Linked DNA regions of Hordeum vulgare: region 2 is linked to region 1. A link is a contact called in public Hi-C data. All regions are on one chromosome and are shown on one strand. Each heading gives the region's core, a stretch centred on a gene start, on an enhancer-like site or on the middle of the called end of the contact. The rest is flanking DNA. Distances are from core to core; before and after follow the strand shown.

The links. A called contact is a pair of places that touch in the nucleus more often than the background predicts.
Region 2: a contact with region 1 is called in a Hi-C map of leaf, with 6 times the contacts expected there. The contact joins the promoter of LOC123447750 here to the enhancer-like site in region 1. A contact is called at or near these places in 2 of 6 Hi-C or Micro-C datasets (leaf and seedling).

The regions. Positions count from the first base shown.
Region 1 is chr4H:36,179,342-36,183,898 of MorexV3_pseudomolecules_assembly, forward strand. No RefSeq gene overlaps it. Among protein-coding and RNA genes, the nearest start is that of LOC123451123, 63 kb to the right of the region's middle. Within about 2 kb of position 2,445, at least 1 of the 3 cell types and tissues checked has open chromatin away from gene starts, as enhancers often do. A contact at or near this core is called in leaf, where this site is marked.
Region 2 is chr4H:36,352,842-36,357,398 of MorexV3_pseudomolecules_assembly, forward strand. LOC123447750 (flavin mononucleotide hydrolase 1, chloroplatic) reads left to right here and starts at 2,734. Exons shown (of 7, transcript XM_045124403.1): 1 at 2,734-3,083; 2 at 3,642-3,717. The coding sequence starts at 2,827.

The DNA.
Region 1 (4,557 bases), core at 1,195-3,694:
CTATATAAGCAAAACAATATTGTTTTAATTAAAGTCCTAATTTAAATTATTCTAAAAATAACAAAATGAATCTTACTGTGACAACAATCTAACACATGACTAGGAGCAAAAAGAATTAAATTAAAAACTATTTGTAAATTCAAGTTATTCACAATCTGGGTTTGAAGCAAATTTGAACAAATTCAAATATAAACCCTTCAAATTTGAAAATTAATGGCACAAACAGAAACTAGACAAAATTTTGAATCTAGTACAAAAAGAATCACTCAAAAACATCAAATATCTTAAAAGATATAAGCAATTTAAAACAAAAATTTAAAAACAGGAAAAAAATCTGAACCCCTTTAGTCCCGGTTCGTGTCTCGAACTGGGACTAAAGGGTAGAGGTCTACCCTTTAGTCCCGGTTCAAGACATGAACCGGGATTAAAGCCTCCAAACACTTTTGTCCCGGTTCAAGACACGAACCGGGACTAAAGGTCTCATTTAAACCGGAACTAAAGCCTCCAAACCCTTTAGTCCCGGTTCGAGACACGAACCGGGACTAAAGGTCCCATTTGAACCGGGACTAATGCCCGACTGGCGCCCTTGCCGATCGAACTGGGACTAATTCTAACATTAGTCCCGGTTTGTAATGGAACCGGGACTAATGTGTAAATCGAGCTGGGACGAAAGCACTTTTTTCTACTAGTGATAGCTTTATTCAATTGAGGTGTTAAATTTTTTTTGATATGGTTCACAATTTTGATTGGGTCAACGATTTTGATTAAGCTTTTCAATTTGGAATTTGGTTCTTGATTTTGACCAAGTCGTAAGAACCGCCCTCGGAAAAGACATGAGTCCCCAACACCTTCTCTTGACCTGCAAAAAAGAATCATCAACAGGTGACACTATAGCACCAAATATAATCAGTAGCGGAGCAAGGACAAAATGATGGACGAGGGTAGCCCCCTATAGCACCGTAGCTACATTCATAGAAGCAATTTTTGTCCATGCCCTAGGCGATGGCCTTAGCTACAGTCAAGGAAGCAACTTTTGTCGGATTTTTTCACTATTTTGATCCTAGGGGTGCAAGTTAATCACGCAACGAACTCGTTTCGAAAGAATTTCATGTTTTGACCCTTTTTTGAAACGCCATAGGTCGTGGCGTTGCAGACCTGTTATGAAACGTCACTCTACAGTGGCGTTGCAGACCTTCGTAGGAACGCCTGTCTAATGTGGCGTTGCAGACCTGAGGCGAAACGCCTGTCTATTGTGGCGTTGTAGACCTGAGGTGAAACGCCAGTTGCTATGGCGTTTCTTGCCTTTATATTCTGCCACCCCGACCCCCTCACCCACCAACCTCCATTGCTCCTCTCCTCTTGTTCTTCTTTGCACGAAAAAGCTCTCCCTTGTCCTCAAGATCTCCCCCTTCGATCTCCCTCCTCCCTCAACCTTTTAGTTGGTTCTTTGGGGCAAATCGAAGAGGCCGGTAAGCTCCTCCAATCCCGGTCACGTAGGACGAGGGATTGGAGGAGCTTACCGGCCTCTTCGATTTGCCCCAAAGAACCAACAAAACGGTTGGGGGAGGAGGGAGATCGAAGGGGGGATCTGGAGGAGGAGGGAGAGCTTTTTCGTGGAGGAAGAAGGAAAGAATAGGAGGTGGACGAAGGGGCGCGCGGGGTAGTTACATAGCCCCCCTGCAACGCCAGCCTCATTGGCGTTTCTACTAAGGTCTGCAACGTTCAGTAGACTGGCGTTGCACATGAGGCCTGCAACGTCCAGTAGACTCGCGTTTCGCATAAGGCCTGCAACGCCACGATTTCTGGCGTTTTCAAAAGGGTCAGAACGTGAAATTCTTTCGAAACGAGTTCGTTGCGTGATTAACTTACACCCCTAGGATCAAAACAGTGAAAAAAAATCCACTTTTGTCCATGCCCTAGGCGACGATCCAGCTTGCGTGGGGCTCACGTTGCCGCTGAATATAATACATGAGATAGCCAAAATACCTCATTATAAAAAAAACATACACCATCCTTCCTCTCGCGTCAAACCGATTTTTAGAGACATCCGGATAACACAAAAGCATCAACACAGTGTGCACGACCCTTCTAGTTTTTATTATGAATGAGATGTTTTGTATTTTTAATGAATTTGTATAATATGTTTGTTTTTTTCCTATAAAAATAGTTGGACGTATTGCATTATGATCGATTGTCAGTCTTTATATTAATTGATATAAGGTTTATTTTCAAAACACACAGACACACACATATGTGTAGCAGAGCTCCACACACAAAACGGTGCCTATTGGCGCGGCAGGATTAAGTGTCAACCCTACCTTTGGAACTGGTAGGTACAAAGCGACTTGACAGTATAAGCAAGATCGTTCAAATGACTGGACAGAAAAAGGTCTGATAGATGACAGAATATGACTGGTACGGAAATAGATTGATGGAGTGCTTGAAGCATGCAAAGCTACCGGCCAGACCGACGACTGGACTGGCGCCGTTATTCGTACCGGCCAGCCCTTGTTCCCACGAATATAAATAAGAATATTTGCCTATTACGTGAAGTCCTACCGATGAGTAATTGCGTATCAGTGGCTTCAGATCAGTCATCGATCTCTAAAAAGTCACTGAAAATGACCGGTGAGAGTCCCACGAGGAATCATGGACTACGTGGACTGTATAAATACGTATGTTTATTTCTTGGCCACTTGAAATGCGTTTTTTTTTCTTGGACCCTGATAAATGTCATACGTGTGTCATAAAGTAATTGAATCTTGACATTTTTAAGAATAAATTTAGTTAACCGAGAATGACAACTTTTGTTATGAAGCATGACAACTTTCTGTTTAAATGATAAATTTTAGTTTTCTGGAATTTTTTTGTATGACAATTCTTGATGTAAAAACGTCGACGGTGTTACTTTTTCCATTTTGAAACCTCGGTTTTTTATTGCTTAGCCATCAGTGTTACATCGTTTATTACAAAAGGCAAAAGAAAAGGGGTGGATCACCATCCCAACTAAGACCAGAGTGAGTCGCCAGTTGATCATTTGGGTTTTCTTTTGAGGATTGACAATGCAGATTTGAAACGCGAAAGTAGAGAAAATACGTCACACATAGGGTACCAAGCCTGTCATATCACGGAGATACGTCGTTCGAGGAGCTTTTGAGACCATATGGACACCAATACCGAATGCTCCACCACTGTCGTGCGAATTGGTGTAGCTCGCATAGTTCGAGCATCTTCGTGCGGCACCTTAAATTATTTTTACAGCATTGAAATATCATTTTTAACGCGCAGCAGGACGTTTGCTCCGTTAGAGCAAGTACAATAGTATAGCCAGCTGCTGGCTATAAGCCATTGACATGTCATCTATAGTCCGTCTTATAGCCAACATGTACAATAGTTCATTGCAAAAGTGTACTACTTTTTTATTATATGGTCCACCTTTCATACTCATAAAATGCCTAAGAGCGCATGCTAGAGCTGGCTCTTAGCTAAGAGCCCGCTTACCTTCTCTCTCTTCTTCTCTTTCCTCTAACTAAACAAAAATATATTAGTTTATTCCTTATAGTCAGCTGACTTAGCTTTATTGTACTTGCTTTTAGACGTTGTAAAGTACTACACGACGTTATAACTTCAGCAGACGCGTTAAATTTACAGCACGCGCGGAACACAACAACAAATCTTCAATACATCGCGCGTGTTCAAACATACAAAAAAAATCAACTAGTTCATCAACAAATATTGAAATTCAGATACAAACTAACAAACAAATTGAAATTCATAAAGCATACTAATAAAATAAAGTACATCTAGACTACTCCTCCTCCTCCTCATTGCTTTAGTCCGTCGTTGGTAGCATCTCGTCCTTCCACCGCTCATCGTTCGAGTCCCAGGTCGTGTCCGGGTTCCCCATCTGGGAAAGCGCTAGTAGCTTGCACCTACGCTTTTCCTGACGTTGCGCGGCTTGCTCCGCCCTCCTGCTCGCCCAGAACCCATTCTCGACTACGACAATGTTTGGGTGGCGCGCCACTCTGCCATGGCGGCCTCGTCCTCTTGCCGATCAAGAGGCGGCGCTCCCGATTGCCCTGGACGCGGCGGTCCTACTCGGTGACCACGCGCGGGGGAGGCACGACTTCGTGCGAGCGCTGTCACATGAAAATGTCGCTTGAGGACGCTGGGGGCGTCAAGCCGCCGCGTCGTTTGCGTCGGCGGACTCATGGGCGATCTCGAAGGTGCTGAGTCCGAGGCGCATGTCATCGGAGCGAATTTGGTAGAACATGCCGAAGGGACAGTGGCGGACGGCAAGGAAGCCCGAGCTGCTCTGGGAGCGCGACGGCATGGCGACGTCAGGGAAGAAGGTGGCAGGGGTAAAGAGAGAGACGAGGAAGGCGGAGAAGAAGGGCGCAGCGGTGGCCAGGCATCGGCGGAGGCGAAGAGAAAGGCAACGGAGACGACGGTTGGCGGGCGCCCGCACGTGGGTTTTATAGAGCGCGTCGAACACCGCACGTCAAATCTGCCATGCGCGTTGCCGCTTCTTCCCGCGTGCAAATTTTTTAGCGCACC
Region 2 (4,557 bases), core at 1,484-3,983, 170 kb after region 1:
CAAATTGAGAGAACATTCTTCAATACAGGTAAGACCAAGCACATCACAAAGATATTTCAAAATTGTGGAAACACTAGCACCCAAATAACATAAAGCATAGCACCCAATTTTTTTAATCTTGATCTTAATGGTGGGTTCCCATTCATCATATAATTTTCTAGGAATTGAAATCTCTAGTTCTAACTTTTCTTTCAAAGATTTTATTACCGCTTTCGAAATATGTTGAGTGAAAGCTTTGTTTTGTTCATAGGCATTAGGAGAATTTATCAAAGATTGCAACATAGAAATACACTCAATCAAAGAGCAACTATCAAAATTAAAGTATTTGTAATCCGAAATTGTGGGTGCATCACTAGCTAAGTTTTGACCTCTTCAATCCCAATTTTATCATTTTTTTCAACAAGATTTTCACCCTCCAAATCATGGGAACGCCTTCTATCTAAAGTTGACTCTTCTTCAGTTCCCTCATCATTAATTTTAACATTACTAAACAGGGAATTGATAGAAGAAACACCAAACATTTTAACTTCATCATTTTTATGAAAGCAATCGAGAAACGCTCGTTTAGCTCTAAGCATAGCGGGTCTTTTCTTACTTTCATCTATAGAAACATATAAAGCTTTAACGGATTCATTAATATCAACCTTAGGAAAAAACTTATTCTCCAGATTTTCTACATCATGCGAAATTCTATCAATGCTTCTATCATAGTATTGAAAGCTTTTTGCGGATTGATAAATTCCTTAATATTATTATCAAGATCAGAGGGCATCCTAGCATTATTATTATGAGAATTACCATAGGAATTACCATAATTATTTGAAGAACTTGTAGGATACGACCTAGGATTAAAATTGCCCCAATAAGCATTATTATTAAAGTTGTTTCGCGAGACAAAATTCATATCTACAGGATCATTATTTTGCTCAATCAAAGTAGACAAAGACACATCATTAGGATCAATAGGATCATGTTTACTAGCAACCAATTTCATAAAAGCATCAACTTTATCACTCAAAGCATCAATTTCTTCAATAGAATTAACTTTTTTACTAGTAGGAGCTCTTTTAGTAAACTTTCATAGCGAAGATTTGATATTCGACATTATCCCCTTCTGCAGCAGGTACCATGCACTCTTGGGCTGTACAACGTTCACTCTCTTTAATTTCGTCCCACATTATGCATACCTCAAGCTGAAGATGCCATGACCTAAGGGTGTCACTACAGTCAATGGTAACACCTAGCGACCCCTCCGGACCGAGGAACACACCGCGACTTTGGCAGCCGAAGTACAGGCCAGAGACGTGGCTCTCAAGTCAAAGCTAACCATCAAGGAGCATAAGCGAGCTTGCGCCCCGTTGCAGTTACATATCACTCCAGGTAAATAGGGATACTCTCCCCATAGCAGCACCTCACCTCCAACAAAGTATGTGCCTCGAAGGCACAATTTTGCACTTAAGATACCATGGGGAGCTATGGGGATTAATAATTTGTAGCCTAGTGTTCGGGTAAACTGAACTATGACCACTATAGTCTTCGGACACATAAAGGTACCGCTGATTGTGGCTGCTGACCTTTGGCTCGCTATCGCGGCGGCACCTAGGCTTCCCGCTTCAATGGAAGACATGCCTCACCCGTCCGCTCGGATGCTAACCTCCAATGATCCTCGCCGAGGCTTGGAAGGACGGAGAAACAAGCCTCGCCCGCCCCGGTTTTAAGAAACAATTGATGTTTGGGATGCAATTGATGTTGTATATGGAAGGTTCATTTTTTGACACGGAAAGTGTGTGACGGAAAGTGGAAAGAAATTGATGGTCGATTGATGTTTGGGATGATTGGTATGCGATTGGTGTTGTATATGGAAGTTTTTTTTGACATGGGAGGTGCCAAACGGAAAATGGAAAGGAATTGGTGTTTGATATGATTGACATATGATTGCTGGTTTATACGGAAGGTTTGATAGATGGGAATCGTTTTCATTCGGCGCGCCGGCCGAACCGACGCGCCGGTCACCCCTCGCGCGCTGGTCCATGCAACATTTTTTCCGTCCCGCGCGCTTCGTTGGTCAATGGATGCAACATTTTTCGTCTAAATTTGTTGCAACCAGCGTCATTTTTGCTGCAAGCATTTTTTTTTACTATATTTTGTCCTAGTATAAAAGTTGCATATACGTTTGGTTGCAACTCCAGTTCGTCGGATTTTTCATTACAATCGATGTTTTTTACTTCTGTTACAACCGTGTTAATTTTTGCTGCAACCGGCATCATGTTTTGCTGCAACCGTTCACTAAAAAAGTTGCATACACGTCACGTAAATATTTGTTACAATCGACGTTTGACTTTTGCTATCACGTACCATCAGCTTCGTTTTTTTGCTACAATCACGTACAATTTTTTTTTGCTACAAATTTTGTTTTTTGTTGCAACCGTTGAAAAAATTGCTGCATCAAATCGAATTTTTTTGTATAGGGAAAAAAATGTTGCATGCGGATCCAACGGTGCGGACGCGTGGAGGTTGGTGGATCGTGCGGCCCGCGCGCGGCCGGCCGAAAGTTTGGGCCGGCGTGCCGGCGCAGATCACTCCCCTTGATAGATTGCTGTTTTATCTGTTACCAAGCATTTTTTTTTGGGCATGAAAAAACCGGTGGTGGTTTTTGGAGGGAGGGAAAAAATCGGTCAGGGGGTTCTAACGATCAGTGGGAACTGGTTACGAACCAACGAAACCACGTACGGATTATTTTGTGGCGGACGGGCGTCTTTGCTACTCTGTCCGTCGTTTCCAGTCGGCCTCCAGCCCTGTTGCTAGCTTCGCCGAGCACTTTCCTTGATGGTCTCCTTGCTCCCTCGCGCACCCTACCTTGCCTCCCTCGGCAATCCCACCGCCCGCGCTTCCTCCTCCTCGCTGCGATTGCCGGCCATGTCTTCCTCCGCCCCCGCCCCCGCCCCCGCGGCCACGGCCACGGCGGCGGCGGTGGCGTCAGAGACGGAGGCGTCCCGCCCAAGGAAGATGCCGGTGCTCTTATTCGACGTCATGGACACCGTGGTCCGCGACCCCTTCTACCACCACATCCCCTCCTTCTTCCAGTTTCGTACATGCCCCTACTCCTTATTCCTCAGCTTGGTTTATCGCTATCCATTCATATTCATGCATTCGTGTGGTCTAGGCATGCCCCGCCGATTAGATGTTCGACGGAATGCGTGGTCCGTTCTTGGTGGTGACGTGGGCAAAGAAGCTGGCCAATCGGGGTCGCGTCGATGATTTTAGGTGTTTTGATCATGGATTATGTAGCAATTTCACTTAGGCTGTGTTGTATCCGCTACTGAATTACTGCAATTTTACTAAAGAATTGCTAAACGATACACCAGTTAATTGAAATACTACTATGTAAGAGTGGTACCAAAAAAATTAGTTAGTATTCAGTATTGCAGAGTAGAGTAGAGACCTGTGAAACAGAAGGCTGTACTGTAATGGGTTGTTGAGGGCTATTCGTTAGTGATGTTTTATATTCTGCACATACTCATGTTTCAGTACCTCAAGGAATCTGTTGAATTAGCATCTTATTTACTGTATGGTTGAAGTCTTTTGTTTTCCACTTTATCAATACTGCATTCCGTTCTAGTTGATCCTACATTTTTTTGTAGAATGTCCATGAAGGAACTCCTAGAAAGCAAGCATCCAACATCGTGGTCCGAATTTGAGAAGGGGATGATTAATGAGGTAAGAATTATAGAAGCTTGACTTATTTTCTTTCTATATCATGGTATTTCTGCTAATTCCAGAACAAGATTGTACGAATATGACCTATGAACTGCCACGTGCTAAGATTGGCTCTGATCCTTAGACCAATGAACGTGGCAAGGTTGAGGGTACAGACAAGGAGCGAGGGTTGGCTGGCCATGGTACCTGGGATGGGAGGAAGAGAAGGTTGGAGACGGGGAGTAGTTCTTTGCTAGTTTATGCCTGTTTTCATTGGCTCATCCATATCGGTACATAGTGTCACTTCTATAGGAAGTTTCAACTTGATGCTAGAACAGGACCCCACCTTCCCTAGCAAACCATATCTTATCTTCTATTCAAGCCTATTTACTCACCTAAACAAATAGATATCTACTCCCTCCGTTCCTAAATATAAGTCTTTAAAGAGGTTTCACTAGTGGACTACATACAGATGTATATAGACATACTTTAAAGTGTAGATTCACTCATTTTGCTCCGTATGTTGACTCCTAGTGAATTATCTTAAAAGACTTATATTTAGGAACGGAGGGAGTACTATACTTATCTAATTAACTGATTTTGATAGTAAATCCTGCACAGGACAACTCCTAGCTTAGTGCTCTGCGCCATCGGACCTTGACTTGACGCCCATGAAATAGACATGCAGTACAAATAAAAACAAAACTAATGCATTAGAGAAGGATAAAGTAACTGATAACGTACCACATGGTTCTTTATGAGGCAAAAATTGTTTTTAGAGCAGCAGTGTGGAACTAAAACTTAATTGTTTGAAGAGCAGCACTGGGGAATTGATTTTTGTCAAATACGGACTTGATATAT